Regions from separate parts of the Mus musculus genome. Here all the other regions are linked to region 4. The links are chromatin contacts, called in public HiChIP or PLAC-seq maps. All regions are on one chromosome and are shown on one strand. The core of a region is the stretch at or near the end of the contact, and the rest is flanking DNA. Distances in the headings are between cores, read along the strand shown. Region 1 holds the start of Atxn10 (ataxin 10). Region 2 overlaps Gramd4 (GRAM domain containing 4). Region 3 overlaps Fbln1 (fibulin 1). Region 4 has its middle 21 kb from the start of D130051D11Rik.

The links. HiChIP or PLAC-seq counts read pairs in DNA pulled down with a chosen protein or histone mark.
Region 1: an HNF4G HiChIP or PLAC-seq map of pancreatic cancer cells shows a contact between it and region 4. The contact joins the promoter of Atxn10 here to the enhancer-like site in region 4. A contact is called at or near these places in 4 of 115 datasets of contacts at active chromatin or transcription factors (bone marrow-derived macrophages, embryonic basal ganglia, large pre-B cells and 1 more).
Region 2: a contact with region 4 is called in a FOXA1 HiChIP or PLAC-seq map of pancreatic cancer cells. The contact joins two enhancer-like sites. A contact is called at or near these places in 1 of 484 Hi-C or Micro-C datasets (uterus) and 1 of 115 datasets of contacts at active chromatin or transcription factors (pancreatic cancer cells).
Region 3: a FOXA1 HiChIP or PLAC-seq map of pancreatic cancer cells shows a contact between it and region 4. The contact joins two enhancer-like sites. A contact is called at or near these places in 2 of 115 datasets of contacts at active chromatin or transcription factors (embryonic stem cells and pancreatic cancer cells) and 1 of 9 other capture datasets (embryonic stem cells).

What each region holds. Positions count from the first base shown.
Region 1 is chr15:85,334,876-85,337,575 of GRCm38.p6, reverse strand. It overlaps Atxn10 (ataxin 10), which reads right to left and starts at 1,321. Exons shown (of 12, transcript NM_016843.4): 1 at 996-1,321. The coding sequence starts at 1,111.
Region 2 is chr15:86,082,377-86,085,076 of GRCm38.p6, reverse strand. The region is part of intron 1 of Gramd4 (GRAM domain containing 4); the gene reads right to left. Among named protein-coding and RNA genes, the nearest start is that of Gm15722, 7.6 kb to the left of the region's middle. Within about 2 kb of position 1,321, at least 58 of the 459 cell types and tissues checked have an H3K27ac peak or open chromatin away from gene starts, as enhancers often do. A contact at or near this core is called in pancreatic cancer cells, where this site is marked.
Region 3 is chr15:85,228,870-85,231,569 of GRCm38.p6, reverse strand. It overlaps Fbln1 (fibulin 1), which reads right to left. Exons shown (of 17, transcript NM_010180.2): 5 at 1,954-2,010; 6 at 670-771; 7 at 16-153. Among named protein-coding and RNA genes, the nearest start is that of Fbln1, 24 kb to the right of the region's middle. Within about 2 kb of position 1,424, at least 65 of the 459 cell types and tissues checked have an H3K27ac peak or open chromatin away from gene starts, as enhancers often do. A contact at or near this core is called in pancreatic cancer cells, where this site is marked.
Region 4 is chr15:85,611,785-85,614,484 of GRCm38.p6, reverse strand. No RefSeq gene overlaps it. Among named protein-coding and RNA genes, the nearest start is that of D130051D11Rik, 21 kb to the left of the region's middle. Within about 2 kb of position 1,349, at least 118 of the 459 cell types and tissues checked have an H3K27ac peak or open chromatin away from gene starts, as enhancers often do. A contact at or near this core is called in embryonic basal ganglia and pancreatic cancer cells, where this site is marked.

The DNA of each region.
Region 1 (2,700 bases), core at 72-2,571, 280 kb after region 4:
GGGTTTATTTGTTTTTGAGATACAGAGGATGTCACAATGCTGACTGGTCCAGCCTCAAACTCAAGAGATCCACCTGCCTCTGCTTCCTGAATGCTGGAACTGCAGGGCTGAGCCACGTGACATGTCTGGCGGCTACCTATTTTTAGAAAACGTTCCTGTGACCACTGAGCCTACGTGCTTCCCCCACCCCCACCCCCACCGCGTTCTCTGCCCTTTGTCCACACTCTAGGCCTGCTTGTTATCTCTCTACAGGAGAGACCAAGGGCTCCGGGTCCTCTCCCAAGACTTGGTCCAGGGGAGACCATTACTGTTAAGAGAAAACACCAATGGTGTTTAGTACTAAGTGTCAGGCATGGCCTAAGGATGTAACACGCATCGTCTCATTAAACCCTCACTGTCAACTCAACCAAGGAGGTCCCAGCGAACCTTGTTTCCATTAAACAGACAAGGAAACTGCAGCGCAAACCATACCACAAAAATCCATCAGGAACTGACAGCCTCGCACACTTCTGTTTAAACACGTTTATTTCATCTCAGCACTGAAAACAACGCACCACAGCTCCCATTTTGTAAGGCTAGAAACAGAAGGGTTAGAGGCGATGCTGAGCAGATGTCACGAAGCCAGGCCAGCTCTGCAGGCTCCTGGACAGAACGCCCTCTAACCCAGAGGGAGAAGCGAGCCCGAACACGCCTCCCTTCCCTGGCCACCGCCCTCAGGGCCCCGCCAGAGGAGCCGAACCAACAGCTTCCCCGCCGCCGGCTTGGGGACCAGTGTCGCCATCGTCTGCCCCTCTTAGAGCCTGGCCAAACCCTCGTCCCAGAGCAGGCCTAGGCGAGCGCCACAGAGCCACAACCTGAGCGTGGGCCGAGCTGATGGAGCCCGCCGCCCCGCCTCGCTCGCCGCTGCCCAGCCCAGCCCAGTCAAGCCCAGCCCAGCCCAGAGCCCTCCATGGTTCCTCTTCCTCCTTCCTAGGTGGCAGCCCCCGCGCAGTTACCGGTTACGCTGCTCCTTGAAGAGCGCCGTGAGCGCGCGCAAGGCCTCCAGGTCCTGGATGGGTGCGGGCACCATGATGCCCGACAGCCGGGAGGGTGGCATCCTGGGCGCCGCCATCTTGCCACTCGCTCTGGGGCCGAGCCTGACCAGGCGGAGAGCAGAGCGAAGAGAAGTGGGGGAGACAGACGACAGGCGAGGAGATGGAGACGCGGTCTGCACGGCTCTGGCTTCCGCAGCCCGCGTCACCCAGATCCCGTGGTGCTGCAAGGCAGAGAGCGCGAGACTAGCTGGCTTGCCTCAGGCGAAGAGGACAAGGCGACGCGGCAGGGGGAGGGGGAGGGGGCGGGGCGGAAGTCCCGCCTGAGGGGAGGGGGCGCAGCGGAAGTCCTGCTCCTGCGTAGGGTGGGATGGGGGAGGTCTTCGGTCCCCACGGTGGGGAGACGTGGAGTAAAGACCCCGTCAGAGGACAGAATACTGAGATGAAGGGGTCGGGGTGGGGGGGGGGGGGTGGCCTGTAGAGTGTCCTAGAGAATGAGTGTCTTATCAGGGACAGATGCTTTCCATGAGCAAGGGCCACCATTGGTGGGGGTCCACTCATGCAGAGGTTTCCCTCTGGGGAAGAGATACCAGGCCGAAGCAGCGCCCCCAGAATAATGGATGTTGTCCCTAAGGAGACCTGGAAAGGAGGCCCCTGAGAGGAAGAGCAGGGATACAGGCCAGAGGTGTCACCATGGGAGGGGACCTGCAGAGGAGACTTACCCTCAGGGCATGTGTTGCTAGGCCAACCAGTTCTATTGCAGGAAAACCTGAAATGGAGACTCCAGGGGAGGGAATGCGAGGTTGAGGTGTTCCACTGAGGGAGACCTGAATCGGAGATTCCCACATAGGGAAAAGATGCTGGATACCTCAAGCCATGGAGGAAGACCTTGGATAGAGGCTCCTCATGGGAAGGGGACGCTGATCAAAAATGCCCCCTTGGGAAAGAAGTCTTTCCCAAGACTCCAGGAAGGAGGCTTCCCACAGAGAGAAGGCTGAGAAGAAGTACCTCCCTAAGAGGTGTATTCCTTTCTTGTTGCAATATCAAAATATGTGATAGAAGCAATTTTACAAAGGATAGGTTTCTTTTGGCTCACAGGTTGAGAGTACAGGCCCACGTGGTGGGGACTTGTGACACAGGGCTTTAGGCAGCTTGTCACATTGCATCTATTAAGCCAGAAAACAGACAGCTGGCTTTGACTTTTTTTTTTTTTAATCTAGACCATGGAATGCTATCACCCACACTGGGGGCAGATTTCCACACACTAACCTCATCTAGACAGTTCTTCACAAACATGCCCAGAGGGTTGTCTCTGGTGATTCTAGAACCTTGTCAATTAATACTATAGGGGACCCGGGGAAGAGAGTGGGTGCTTATCAGGAATATCCCCATATTGGGGCTGAAGAGCTTGCTCAGACATTAAGAGTACTCTATCTTCCAGGAGACCTGAGTTTATTTCCCAACATGTGTATGTAGGTATCCTAGATTTTTATTACTGTGAAGAGACACCATGACCAAGGCAACTCTTACAAAGAAATTATTTATTTGGGATTAATTCACACAGTTTCAGAGGTTCAGTCCATTATCAGCATGGCAGGAAGCATGGCAGCCTGCGGGCAGACATGGCGCTGGAAGAGCTGAGAATTCTACATCTTGATCCACAGGCAGC
Region 2 (2,700 bases), core at 72-2,571, 470 kb before region 4:
ACATACAAAGCTACCAACCAACCCATCTCCCTAGACCAATAAGCATCCCCAGGGCCTAAGGTATTACCAAAAATCCTGTCTGTACGCTCCCCTCTGGCCACTGTCTCTGCAGTACCAGGTCTGGGATGTTGGCTCAGACCTGAGAGTGTCCAGGTCTGCCAAAGCTCTAGGGGCACCTGGGAGCCACCTCCTGCACCCTAGGTCCACACCATGGTCCTGTAACCTGGGCAACTGGGGGCCCTGAATGTTAAGCTGGCTGTGTTGTAGGAGATGCGTCACTGTGGGCAGGGGTTGAGATTTCAAAAGCCCGTAACATGTAGAGGTGGTGGTGCATGCCTTTTATCCCAGCACTTGGGATCTCTGTGAGTTCGAAGCCAGCCTGGTTTACATACTGAGTTCCAGGACAGACAGAGCTACATAGTGAGACCCTGTCTCAAAAAAAACAAAACACCTAAAACAAAACAACACACACACACACAAGCACACTATTCACAGTTAGCTCTCACTACCTAGGATCAAGACGTACGCTCTCAGCTCCTGCTTCAAGGCCATCCTGCCTGCCAGCTGCCATGTTCCCCCACCATGATGCTCATGAACCAACCCTCTAAAACCAGGAGCTCCAAATACAATGTTTTCTTTCATGAGTTCCTTTGATCATGGCGTTTGTCACAGAAAATAAAAAGTGGCTAAGACAGAATTATGCTTATGCTGCTTCTTGAGGATCAGGGATGAATCTTACCATCCTGTGCCTCCAGTACCAATGTAGGGACAGGGCCACGTCTGCAAATCCCCTAGCAGTGGGCAAACAGAAGCTAGGTTTGATCACCTTCTACTGGATTGGCCCCAGCCATGTGGTGAGGTGGCAGGGACAGCCTGAAGCCCGCAACCTTGGCTGTGTGATTTCAGTCACACGACTTCCCCATGCCCTCGGTTCTTCTGCTAGAAGATATAGTGAGTCCCTAACTTACATGGCTGTAGAGGGTGACCTGACCCAGCACCAGAAGGACCCCAGCACCAGTAGGGACAGTAAGTAGCAAAGACAAAGATCTACTTTCCAGGAGGAGACACAAGTATCTTTAGCTCCCCCCGTAAATCTCCGTCACAAAGCCACTGGGCACTACGGTGGCCCTCCCATCTAGCAGGGGATGGAAGAGAGAAGAGGTGGTTCTGAGACTATACTAAGTGTCTCCAGGAGCTTCCGAGCAGCCTTGGTAGGGGGGAGGGGAGGAGACACAGACCAGGCATCAGGACAGAGGGATTCTGACACTCAAAGTATAACTGTGTTTGAGGGCAGGGAGCAGGGGGCCATTTTAAGGAAGCAAAGCTTCTCCAGCCAGCCACAAGCCACCAAGGTCTTTGTCCCCTCCTGCAGGAAACCCTCTGCACTCTGTCACCGGGTCCCTCAGTAGCTCTTCAGGTTTAAGGCTGAAGTGAGTTCCTAGAGCCAACCAGTCCTGGCTGCCTCGAATATATTCAATCCCTGCCCACATGAAGGCCATCTCCAGGTGACCTGGCCTCTGTCCAGGCTCACTCCACAGAACCCCAGACAGATGCACCATGACTACAGCACACTTAGAGATCCCAGCACCTCCCCCAGGCCCCTACAGTTCCTGAAACAGAGAGAACCTCCTTCCTCGGACCTGCGGTGACCACAACCCTCACTGGCAATGTCAGCAAAGCAGTCACGGTTGGAATGTTGTTGACAAGCAGAGTCACTCCAGGACTTCTATCCTCAAGCCAGCAGGCCACCACCTCATTTGTTGGCCCCTTTCTTAATCGATGAGAAATGGAACAAGCTCTGCAACCACCCATCCCCATCCTACCCGCAACACATACCAGGTCTCCCTTAGTTCCGGTCACCACTGAGGGTTGCTACTGCTGATCTGACTGATAGTTGGGGGAAAATGAGGCCTGGGAAGGCAGGCAGGGTAAGAGGTAAGACAGCAGCAATACACATTGATTCCAACATACTCCAGAGCTCCGAGCCCAGCCGTCCTTCACAGTGTAATTTAGCCCGCAGGACCCTCTGCCTTTGAGACTGAGTGGGGAATCTAACAGAGTAGCCACACACAGCTTCATTTAAGAAAACGAAGCTTGCAGGGAAAACCCTGTATTCCAGCAGGTAACTGAGCAAAACCCTCTATTACATAAGTGACTGCTCAGCAACGAGAAACCCACGCAAGAACTCCTCACTGGCAAAGCACCCTTTCCCCAGCTCCAGCCATCCTCAGAGCAGCCAGGACGCATGGAACCCATGGGACATTGGCAAGGAGAAGCCCTCTGCAGTTCCCGGATACAACCTGTCTCCCTGCCATGGCCCCGGCCCACATTCCAGAAAGCACAATGTGGCACCATCCTTGATCTGAAAGCATGCAGCCTGCTGCGGGGACAGGGCTCCGCAGATGGTGCTACGGGAAGCCCGTTGGCCACGTGGGATGGGGGCCATCTAGTCCCTGTCCAACTGCCTGACACAATGCCAACAGGCATGGTTGTGTGCCAACAAGCATTTACAAAACCCAGCGGAAACAGGTAGCTATACATACCTTCCATCCTAGATCAATGCATCTGTGAAGAGAAAGAACTCCCACAAGAGTCCTGGGAGTTACTGACCCATTAAATGGTTGGACAGGCCGGCAAGAACCTCAGCCCCATGACCAGCACTAGGGCTCAGCTTTCGGAGGCCCAGGGAACACATTACAC
Region 3 (2,700 bases), core at 175-2,674, 380 kb after region 4:
GGATGTGAGCTGTACCTTTGCAGTTATTATCCTCTGTGAGCTCATAGCCAGTCCCACAGCTGCTGTCCCGCTGGCAGCGGAAAGAGCCCACTGTATTGATGCAGGATTCTCCCAGCCGGCAGTTATGGCTGCCTGTGATGCATTCATTGATATCTAGAGAGATTAAGGCGATGCAGAAGTAACCAGCAAGAACAACCAAGCCTTAAGCTTGAGCAGAAGGAATGTCCCAGAAGCCATGGTGGATCTGGCTTCCTGCATTCATCAAGTTGCCCAATCAAACTGAGCTGAGTCTTGCTGTGGGCACATCTGGAGAGGGGCAGACACCAAATCAAGCTCTGTTAAGTTTCAGATCTCTTTGAGTAAGGGCCAGACCCTAGAATCATGGCGTCTACAAGACTCCCACAAAGGAGGTCGCATGCATCATCCCCATCTCTTAGACAACGGGAAAGGCAGAAAGAAAGATCTACCCAAGGCCTCACGGCAGATCCTGAACCCAGGTGAACCCCAATGCAGCCCTTTGCCCACACTGTATCTATAGTCTTCTAGAAGACAGCCTTGTCCAGGCAGCACGCAGGTCCCAGCTGTGTTCCAGGAATGGAACAAAGGTTGTGCCACGCAGGCCTGCTCAGCAGAGGCTCCGAAGCACAGGGGCTAGCTCTCAGATGTTACCTTCGCAGGAGACACCATCCGACTGCAGCTGGTAGCCCACAAAGCAAGAGCAGATCACCTCGTCCCCAGTGTCACGGCACTGCTGCTTACAGGGCCCGCCACCTGCAACCAGAGTCCATGGGAGCTAGTGAACAGACTGAGCGACCTTCAGAGACCCTTCCAGGATGCACGGACACAGAAAACAGGCTCCTTGCCACAGCCACGTGTGGTCCTTGGGACACTCCCAAGCCTCGGCTCTGAGCGTCTCCGGGGCCTCTGAAGGCAGCAGAGGTCTGACAAGTTAGGAACCTTGTGTTGCTTCTGTGGTTAGAGTGGACCTGGGGAGGCATACTGCTCGTGGTCAACAAGAGGCCTGGGGGGAACAGGCTCCACCTGGAGGCAGGGCTCTATCAGAGCCCATGTAACTCTCAAGGGTTTCCAGCTGCCCATTCCTGCTAGCTTGCCCATGTCCATGTCCGGTGCTGTGACAATTGTGGGTACAGCCTCTCCCTGCCTGGCACCTCCCCTGTGACTCACACGGGATACTTCGAGTGTAACCCCACTGGGATGATCTGTGTTTCCTTTGCCACAGCCTGGCTGGCTATCAGGGGCACGCAGGCCTTACAGCGATGGTGGCTAATGGATCCTCCTAAGTTGTCACACCGGCTGTCACTCTCGCAGAAATCATCTGTGGCCACCCAGAGAGGGCTCACTCCAAGCTTCCTGGGAACTCCTTATCTCCCTCTCCCCTCCCTCCTGGCCTCAGCGCAGGTTGACACTGAGTGCTGGCGCTATCACTTTGTGATTAAGCTGCCTGCATACCTAACACCCAGTCGCAGAGTGAACCCTTTGGGTGGAGCTGCAACAGAACGGTCAGGTTAGATGAGCCAGAATGTTCTTGAAGAAAAAGAATTTAGTTAGAAAAGGCTGCACTGCGTGGTCACTCTAACGTAAGTGCAAAGGTCTCCTAAGAGACCATGACTCTACAGGGACAAGCGGGGCTCCAGGGACACACAGATAAGAAATAGCTACTCTCCTGGGGCATCGCAGCCTTGGAGAAGTATCATCACCCACAGAGCCCAGGAGCTTGCTGGCACTGGAGTGCTCACACCAGTCCTGCCTCCATAAGCCACTGTCCCCGACAGATCCCCCCGGCTCTGAGCACTCAAGGGTGGAAGAAACAGGGAGCCCCAAGGGCCCCAAGAACAGAAGTACTTTCCAGCTGAGTCTTAGCAGAAGTCAACACTATCCCCTGGGCTTTCATAGCTACCTACCAAAGGACTCCCACAGATCCCAACATCTCACCTCGACAGCGGTCATTCAGGTACGGGTCTTCTTGGTCCTCCTCGTCAGGAATCTTAGCTAGGGGTAGAGAGATGACACAAGATGACACAAGCACCTGCTCCTCCTGTCAGGACCGGACACATCCGAGCACACCACACTCGTTCAACTTTGGTAAATGTACCCTCACATGAAGGGGCAGGTAAGCTCTCCCAACACACAGCCTGAATTAGTTATCGTAGTCGGTGAGTCTAAAGCTCAAGAGAGATGTGAATGAGGTAAAATTCCCAGCAAGCATAGTGCACGGATTGCCTGCAGCTTCTCAGGGCTTCCTGCACGACTCAGGAGCTCACAGTGTAAGAGAGCGGATGAAAGAACCAGGGGGTCGGGGCTGGAGAGATGGCTCAGCGGTTAAAAACACATCTTTCTTGCAGAGGACCTGGGTTCCGTTCCTAGCTCCCACACTTGGCTCACGGCCACCAGTAGTTCCAGTTCCTGGGGCTCCAATTCCCTCCTCTGTCCTCTAAGAGAACTCTTCTGACCATGGAGGGCACACGGTATACATATATGCAGGAAACACTCATACTCAGAAATATAAATTAAAAACAACAAGAAATTCCTATATCACAGAGCCATGGCCCTCAGGGCTTCAAGCACAGGTGGCTGTAGTCAATGGGGACAGGTAGAGCTGGCCAACAGAACTGCTTCTGTGGTCCCACAGCCCTCTGAGGAAGAGCCTGCCACCTGAACACAGATGCACCCAGCCACTGG
Region 4 (2,700 bases), core at 100-2,599:
CCCCTTTTTAAAAGGGCCCAGTCCAGTCCCTAACCCTTTGTATATCTTCCACACTCAACTGGCCTGAGTGTCATTTGGCTACATGTTCCCTGCTGAAATGAGATGACATAGGGTCAGCCTCTCTGTATCCCAGGAAGGCCTTAGTTACTCATAAACCAGCCTGCTGCTGAGACCCTTCTGTGAATGAGTCCCTACTTGTCCCCGTCTTCCTACAAGCTGGCCCCCGAAGCACAGGTGTCCACATACAAGCTGGGCTCTCTTGTGGGAGGGGATTCAAGCCGTCAGAAGAATGGCGCTCTAGCCAGTGCAGAATGTCTATCTGAGGGCAGCCGGGGTACAGTACTACAGGATGTTGGGAGTGCTGTCTTGGCGAAGGGTGCTTCCTTCCAGCTCAGGGTCAGGCCTGTTCTCTAGCACTCTGGCTGGCACTTCCAGCTCAGTTGGCTTGTGGCCAAAGCTGCATCTGTCCCAGTGGCAGCAAAAAGTGCATTTCCCACACTCTCTGCGACGCCCCTGGGGGTGGTGGAGGGACTCTTGGGTTGCTGTGGGGCTGCTTGCCCAGGGACTTAGACGGGCATCCTGCTGTTCTTAGTGCCCTGAAAACCCAGATGAGAGACCATGATGCCAGAGTACATATCTAGGGTGCTGCTGACCCTCTTCCTTCCCCCCTCCTCCAGCCTCCAGCCACAGTACCAGCTTGCACCCCAGAGGTTAAGAGCCCGGACACTGCAGGGTGTGGCAGCTCAACCCTGACTGGCCTAGTCTAAACCGATGTTCCGCCAAGGAGGCCCTTTGGCTGCCGCAAGCACCTAAACAGCCCTGCCTTTGTCCTAGTGGCCACAGGCACTGTTTGCTCTGTGCCCAGCTTGTTTTTCCCAGGCTGAGCTGGGCAGGCAGAGCCCGGGAGCCATGGAAACAGCACAGGCCACCTGTCTTGCCCAGCCCCGCTCTCTGCCCAGTTGCTTTCTCAGTCTCTTCAGACCTCCTGCTGTACTGGCCCTGTACCAGCTGCCCCTGTCCCGCCCCCTCACTAGCTAGGCTGGGTGCAGAGACAGCCAAGGGTTTCAGGGGCCCTGGGGTCACACAGATCCTGGGGTCAGCTCGGCCATCCTTAACACCCAGGCGGTTGTCTGCTTGCTGCCTGCAGGGAAGCCCTTTACCTAGCACCTCTGCCCTGCTCTGGCAGGACTTTCTGTGCACAGGAGGAAGGGTGTGGGCTCCCTCAAGAGCTCCTCAGCTGTCTTAAAACTGCTGGGGGGCTGGAGAGATGGAGCGACAGTTACGAGTTGTTCCAGAGGACCCAGGTTCAATTCTCAGCCCCTATGTGCTAGCTCACAATTGCCTTTGCCTCAGTTCCAGGGTATCTGGTGCCCTCTTCTGGTCACTATGGACACTGCACATCCATGATGCACAGATATAAATGCAGACAAAAATCAATCAATGAAACAAACAAACAAAAAGCCTTCTGCCCAGCCTCTGGTTTTCTCCTGTCCTTTTGGAATCTCCAATCATTCAATAAGATCAGTCTGACGCCCCAGGCTCAAAACATCTAATTCTTGTCCCCAACGACACTTCCTGCCTGCTGGTGTGTCCTAGGTTTTTCTCTAATAAGTAGCCAGAACAGCTCCGCATGTGATGGGCCTGACCTTGGACCTGTGTCCACAGGCTCCCTCAATGGGTCTCAGTGTAATCCGGACAGGGCCAGTTTCTTCTCTATTTATTTTCAGGGTGCATGGATATTCTCCAGGTAGGATTTGGGAAAAGATAGTGAGCCCGGGCAACTCTGTGGTTGGGTGGGTGGAGTTGGAGGACAGCGTTTCACTCCCTCTGGGGCAAGGTGAGAAGTGTGTGCTCATCTTAGGAGGGGTCCCCTGGCCCAGGCAGGGGAGGACCCACCGATGTGGCCCCAAAAGCACCAGTTTGTCAGTGCCTGTGTTCTCAGACGTCTTTTGGACGGGAAGCTTAATTGCTCCATTCTCCAGATGAGAAAATCAAGGCTCCAAGAGTGCTCTCTAATACTGTCACTGGGTCAACGGCTAGGGAGCTCTCCTGGTCACCTTTAGTGCATCCCCCCACCCCAAGCTGTCCTTACAGTTTCCCGATCATGTGGCTGATCAAGTCATCGAGAAGCCCAATGCTTCTGGACGGGTGCCATTTGACAGCAGGGTACATCTCAGTGTGCCTAATGCTTCTGTATTTTGCAGGAGGGGACATGGGCTGGAGAGGGTCAGGGCTTGGCAACTCTGCCCTTCATTTCTCCGGCCTCCCTCACGTCTGGCCATTTTGTTCCAGCTCTTGAAATATCTGCTCTGCCCTCCCGGAAGCTGCTGGCTTCAGGCAGGACCGTTCCTCCTATCTGCTCAGTCCAATTCAGTCTTGTCACCTCCCTGTAGCGGTCACTGGACAGAAACTGGGATGTGCTGTCCACCCTGGCTGGGCTCCTGGGTGGCCAGGAGGCTCTTGGAAAGCCCTCTTCATCCCCACTCATGGAACTCTTGCAGCTCTTTTCCGGAATGGCTTCCCGATGAGGTAATGCTTCTTGCAGACGGGAGGAGGTCCTGGAGAATGGCCGCCAGTGGCCTCCTTGCCTGGGCGACCTGCCCAAGGCACAAAATGAGCCCTTTTTGGTGGCTGAAAGGAAGACCAGGCCCTAGACTCCAGACCTTCATTCGTCACCCAGCCTTGAGCTGAGACTATCCT